2 separate regions of the Hordeum vulgare genome follow, and region 1 is linked to region 2. Evidence: chromatin contacts called from public Hi-C data. All regions are on one chromosome and are shown on one strand. Each heading gives the region's core, a stretch centred on a gene start, on an enhancer-like site or on the middle of the called end of the contact. The rest is flanking DNA. Distances are from core to core; before and after follow the strand shown. Region 1 holds the start of LOC123449180. Region 2 overlaps LOC123449179 (subtilisin-like protease SBT1.6).

What was found. A called contact is a pair of places that touch in the nucleus more often than the background predicts.
Region 1: a contact with region 2 is called in a Hi-C map of leaf, with 4 times the contacts expected there. The contact joins the promoter of LOC123449180 here to the enhancer-like site in region 2. A contact is called at or near these places in 1 of 6 Hi-C or Micro-C datasets (leaf) and 1 of 1 datasets of contacts at active chromatin or transcription factors (embryo).

The regions. Positions count from the first base shown.
Region 1 is chr4H:508,496,037-508,499,108 of MorexV3_pseudomolecules_assembly, forward strand. It overlaps LOC123449180, which reads right to left and starts at 1,766. Exons shown (of 6, transcript XM_045126292.1): 1 at 1,619-1,766.
Region 2 is chr4H:508,272,688-508,275,988 of MorexV3_pseudomolecules_assembly, forward strand. LOC123449179 (subtilisin-like protease SBT1.6) reads left to right here. Exons shown (of 1, transcript XM_045126290.1): 1 at 1-1,956. The coding sequence ends at 1,548. Among protein-coding and RNA genes, the nearest start is that of LOC123449179, 2.9 kb to the left of the region's middle. Within about 2 kb of position 1,559, at least 3 of the 3 cell types and tissues checked have open chromatin away from gene starts, as enhancers often do. A contact at or near this core is called in leaf, where this site is marked.

The sequences.
Region 1 (3,072 bases), core at 516-3,015, 220 kb after region 2:
TACCTCTATTTTTTCCTCAAACTAAGTGAACCAATCCAAATTGGGGAATCAATTAAAGAAAGGAAGCAACATAGTGCTGAACTATAGAGTTATGTGGTTGGGTAGGTAAGAGTCCAAGGACCAAGGATAGGGAACTCGCCCTTAGTGTAAGTGTGTAACCACCATCCTGTTCTGATCCTAAGGTAGAAGAGGCCATGCCGCTTACTAGGAGCTTTGATTATTCATTGGTTAATCCAAACAAGATGCACGCACTACAGTGGCAGCCATTTATAATGGGCTTAGCTGAATAAAACTGTCCCTATCTTAAACTTACCCAGACTCCTCTTTATGATTCCAACTCTTCCATTTCTAATTTACTGCTACTGTGGACTTGACAGATAGAACACTATGCATAGCACACAAATCTAACAACATAGTTATATGGATAAATAAAAATGGGAATCCTATCCTACTGTGTATTTCAGAATAGATCAAGATAGTAATGCCATTAGATTTGTCATGAAAGACAGTTCGTGTGTGTTTCAGTGTCTTCAATGTGATGTATTCTCTTTAGTTAATCAACAAAGTCGAACAGTTTACTAAAGGATAAAACTAAATAACTAATATGTCACGTACTGGCTTTGCTAGAAACTACTCCCTCCTTCCCATAATATAAGAGCGTCTTTTATCCTTTTCTTCTGGTACTCACATCAGAATCATACCAGTTGCCTGCATATCCACTAATTTCACAACTGACTTGGTATTGTTGTTAGTCAATTTTGTTCATTTGTGGTCATTAAGTACACTCAAATGGTTCATTGTGTGGTAATAATAGCATCATACTCATCACAACTTACATGATCTCATGGTGGTCATGTTTTCTCCAGTGTGGAATCAGCTTTGTATAATTCTTGTTAACGACATATTCTTTTCTTTCATAAGGGAGGAGACAATTCAACAATGTCGGTTAGATCAGTAGTCATGTGGCCTCATGGCTGCGAACTGTAGAATCTATGTCTTTAAATGATGTTCTATGACTGGCAACAATGTGTTTGACATGTAAGCCTTTTATGGCACATGCGCTTCTACACATTATATATTTAATTGTTTACAACTGTCAAGCATGGGTCGTTTGCTTGTATGACCGCCTGAGTAGGTGTGGAATTTAATCTGCACTATTTGAGATTGAATACTTGAAACCAACACTACCTTTTACTCTAAATAAAGTTGCAAATAGGTAGTTCTTATTTGAGTAATCAATAAGGCTGGGTAGTCTTTCTAGTGCTTGCTAGAGTGCTCTGTATAGCTGAAAGCTGCGTAAATAAATCATATTTAATGCACAAGCAGTTTTTAGTTCAGCTGCAATCTACTCGTAAAATTGCTGTGTTATTCTCATGTCACCCAAAGAAAGAGGGGAGAGGGATTAGAAGAGACTCAAACACTAGGGGATTGGGTGTCTACCGTGGTCTCTGGTACGCTCTGAGTGGGCGAATGCAAGGGAAGAGAGGGAGCAGCCTGGGCGGAGGCTGCAGGTCGACGGAAGACGAGCAGGGGGAGACGGAGGGAGCCGCCGCCGTCGGGGCTAGGGCAGCACGGCCGGATGTAGAGGAGGGCGAGGAAGGAGTAGGAGAGTTATTACCTGAGGGGAAGTCCTTCGTCGTCGTCGGACTTGTCGCCGGAAGCACCGAGTCCGTCCGCTCGTGCGCCGTCACCCCGTCGCCTCGATCGGTAGGGTTCCTTCGCCTCACGACGCACGCCCAAATCCCGGCCAATCACTCTGCTTTTCTCTCTCTCTTTCTCTCTTTTTAAGGAAAGAACGATCTCTGCCGGTGTGTGCGCGAGGGCAAATACGGCCCAGCCCATGGAGTACCTTGTGGGCGGGGAATTCTTAGTCCCTGTTTGGAACCATAATAGATTATGATAATCTGGATTATGAAGATAGATTATATAATCTGTTTTATAAAAATAATCTAGGTGACCATGTTTGGAGGCCAGATTATATAAACTGTAATCCAGGTTTTACATTGCATAATGATCTGTCTGCCCTCTGTTTTTTTTTAAAGGAGGATGGCGGTGGTAGGAATGTAATTATCTCCAACTTTACAAGGGTAATGGGTCATTAGCAATCCATAATCTGATTTTAGCTGGTATAGAGTAGATTATGAGTTTTTAATAATCTATCCATCTAGTTTTATAATCTACACCATAAGCTGTCCTGTTTGGAGACAAAATAGATTATAAAAACTAGATTATATAATCTGGATGGTTTCAAACAGGGCCTTAGTCGACGACCGCACGGGAATATACTATCTGCCACTCGTGGCGTTAAGCAGTAGGCGCTTCACAGGCGAGCGACTGAGCAGCAACGCAACGGGCCAGCCCATATACCTGCTCGACCGTTCCGGTTTTGGAACCAGGTTTCAATCATTTTTTTTTTGTTTTTGGAAACTTTAAGAAGGTTTCCTGAACCAGTTTTTTTCCTTTTTGTTTTTTTCTGATTCTGTTTCAAAAAAAACTGATTTCAAAAAATGTTGCTCAAATTTAAAAAATGTTCTTTCTTTGTAAAAAATTGTTCCGAATTTTAAAAAAATATTCTGGATTTTGCAAAAAAAAATTGGATTTTCAAAACGTGTTCTTGATTTTCGGTAAAAAAATAATTTCAGAAAATTGTTTCGTAATTCGAAAAATTGTTCCAAAAAATGTAAAATAATCTTCCTGAATTTGAAAAAAAGCTCCAGATTTCCAAACAAATGTTCCGAAATTTGAGAAAATGTTCCGAAATTTGAAAAAAAATAAGAAATTTTAAAAATGTTCAGAAATTTGAAACAATGTTCCGAAAATTGGAAAAATATTCACGAATTTAAAAACATGTTCCGCAATTTCGAAAAATTGTTCCGAAATTTGAAAAAATGTTCCAAATTTCTACCTAAATTTTTCATCTTTTCAAGAAAACTATTCATGACTTTTATCTAAATATATCCAATTTTATCCTTTGTTTTCTGTTAGTGCGCCGGCCTAGTCACGATTTCTTTGTACGTCCACGCACTGCTGAACGTAAAGAGCGTCCAATAGGTACTCCCGACCGCAAGCGCC
Region 2 (3,301 bases), core at 309-2,808:
GCCGGCTGCCTCGACTCCGACATCCTCGCCGGCTTCGACCGCGCCGTCGCGGACGGCGTGGATGTCATCTCCGTGTCCATAGGCGGCGGCAACGGCGCGGTGTCGCCGTTCTATATTGACCCAATTGCCATCGGCTCGTACGGCGCCGTTTCGCGGGGAGTGTTCGTGGCCACCTCCGCAGGAAACGAAGGGCCCGCTCCCATGTCAGTGACCAACCTCGCCCCGTGGATCGCCACCGTGGGCGCCGGCACCATCGACCGCAACTTCCCCGCGGAGATTGTGCTCGGCGACGGGAGGCGCATGTCAGGAGTGTCCCTCTACTCCGGCAAGCCCCTGGCCAACAACACAATGTTGTCTTTGTACTACCCCGGGAGGTCAGGTGGGCTGTCAGCTTCGCTGTGCATGGAGAACTCCATCGACCCGTCGCTTGTGGCCGGCAAGATTGTCATCTGCGACCGCGGGAGCAGCCCACGCGTGGCCAAGGGGATGGTTGTCAAGGATGCTGGTGGTGCGGCCATGGTTCTTGCCAACGGAGAGGCCAACGGCGAAGGTCTGGTAGGAGACGCCCACGTCCTCCCTGCTTGCTCGGTGGGCGAGAACGAGGGCGACGCGCTCAAGGCGTATGCTGCCAACACCACCAACCCGACCGCAACAATTGTGTTCCGGGGCACGGTCATCGGCGTCAAGCCGGCTCCCCTGGTGGCCTCCTTCTCGGCGCGCGGGCCGAACGGACTCGTCCCGGAAATCCTGAAACCGGACTTCATCGCTCCCGGCGTCAACATCCTCGCGGCGTGGACGGGCGCCACCGGTCCAACCGGCCTGGAAGCCGACGCCCGGCGGACGGAGTTCAACATCCTGTCGGGTACGTCCATGGCGTGCCCGCACGCGAGCGGCGCCGCGGCGCTGCTCCGGTCCGCGCACCCTGGATGGTCGCCGGCGGTGATCCGCTCGGCGCTGATGACCACGGCCATCGTGACCGACAACCGCGGCGGCGCCGTGGCGGACGAGGCCGAGCCCGGGCGCGCCGCGACGCCGCTCGACTACGGCGCGGGGCACATCGCGCTGGGCAAGGCCCTGGACCCGGGGCTGGTGTACGACATCGGGGACGAGGACTACGTGGCGTTCATGTGCAGCATCGGGTACGCGGCCAACGCGATCGAGGTGATCACGCACAAGCCCGTGTCGTGCCCCGCCGCGACGAGCAGGAAGCCCTCAGGGTCCGACCTGAACTACCCGTCAATCTCGGTGGTGCTCTACGGCAACAACCAGTCGAAGACGGTGATCCGCACGGCGACCAATGTCGGCGCCGAGGCGTCCGCGACGTACAAGGCGCGCGTGGAGATGGCGAGCGGCGGCGCGTCCGTGGCGGTGAAGCCGGAGAAGCTCGTATTCTCCCCGTCCGTGAAGAAGCAGAGCTTCGCGGTGACGGTGTCGGCGGCGTCCGCTCCCTCTACGGCGGCGCCGGTGCACGGGCACCTCGTCTGGTCAGACGGCCGCGGGCACGACGTCCGGAGCCCCATCGTGGTGACGTGGCTGCAGCCCATGTGATTGACAAGTGCCCAGAGCGGTTGGCGATAAGGCAGTGGCGAGTGAGCAGAAGTCAGAGAGAGTTGGACTGCGGTGGTAACGGTTGCGGTCGGGGGCGCTGCGCATTGAAGGTGGCAGGCCGCAGTAGTTTAATTACGTAGGGCCTTTTTCTCTGCTGAGATCGATTAAAGCGCAGGCAGTGAGACAGTAGTCCTATATAGAGTACAGTGACAGCAGTTTGTTTGCTTTCGCGGGCAACGCCAGTTGCCGCGGGAGCAACGGAAAGAAAGGTCCAAACATGACAAAAGCGGAGAAACTCTAGTAGTATTACTGTAGTAGTTCCAGTGTAACTTTTGTGTAGCTGCTGCATTCTCTTCAACTAAATCTAATGTAAACTTTTGTCTGTTTATGGAGCCATGCCATTTTGTACGGGCCTGCCCATGAGATCTTGCCTCTGTGTACCGCCGAATTTCCAGATGGATGGGCACAAAACCTCTTGAGCAGCTGCAAGTTTTTATAATTGTACAGAAAGATGATAAAGTTCGTTGGATGCTCGGTATCCGGTGCCTTTTGGGTCGTTTTCCACGGGCACTCACTTTGCCCGGCAGCGCCAGCAACGAGGAAAGCGAGGGCTGATGCTTCTCGAGTTCCGCGGGTACTCGAATAAGCAAATGCCATCATTCTTGGACTGGCTTTCATCCACAACGTGAACACACCTGGTAGAATCGTCCATCTTCTCCGGTCGACCGGGGTGCGTCTTGACGAGGACTTCCATCCTGCGATGCAGGTCTCCACTTACATAAAGATATGCGGCTACACAAGATATCACTAGTCCAAATCGTTCTTTTCTTTTACCCGAAGGCAATGCGTTATCTTGTGTGCTTTAAACATAAGTTGCTGCTCGTAGTGGCGAAGCCTTTTGCCCCAACAGCACTTTGCGGATGGTGTTCATGCTCTCCTCGCGGGTATGGTGCTTCGTGGTCGTGATATCGTTGAGTCTGCGCGGATCGGCGTCGGTGACTGATGTCGGGTTAAAAGTAGATGGGGTATCGTCGTTCTTACCATCGTGGTTGAGTGTATTTTGATGTGAGTGACACATGATGCGTTGCGACAGGAATGGGGACGGCAGTACACATGGGTTGCTCTCTTACGAGCATAATCACGCAGGTGGTGGGTCTCCTTCAAGGTTGTGTGGGCAAGGGAAGTTGCTGCAGCGACTGGATTGAACGTGCCATCTCTCGTATGGAGGAAGCGTTTTATATTTAGATATGAGAATCTAACATCACCGTGTCCATCCTCGCGGCCTCATGGTGGCACGAAGGAGTTGTCGAGCGAAAGCTCCGTGCCTTGATGCTAACGACGTGTCACTCGTGGGTGTCACGCTTTTTTTGAAGACGTCGTCATGGTTCTTCTCTTCATGTCATGGATCAAGGTGAAGACCATTGTCCGGTGAACTTGACAACAGCAACGCTCTGCGTAATTCTCCCTCTTGGTGACATTGTCGTGGAGCTTAGATGTTCTAGCTTGTAGCATCAAGTGTATTTAGATTTTCATGTGCTTTTTGCTGGTGTGTTCTGCGTGATCAGATATCATAGGATCGGCTTTGTAAGAAGACTACTTCATCATTTTGTATCTTTTGATTGTGTTTTTTTTTTGCTTTATAAATAAAGCGGGACGAAAGTTTATTTCAAGGAGATGTGGCAACTTCAAATAACTAGTCTTTGCTTTTATGCAACGAAAGCCTTTAAGTTTCCTCGCCAAGAAAACCTAAGAG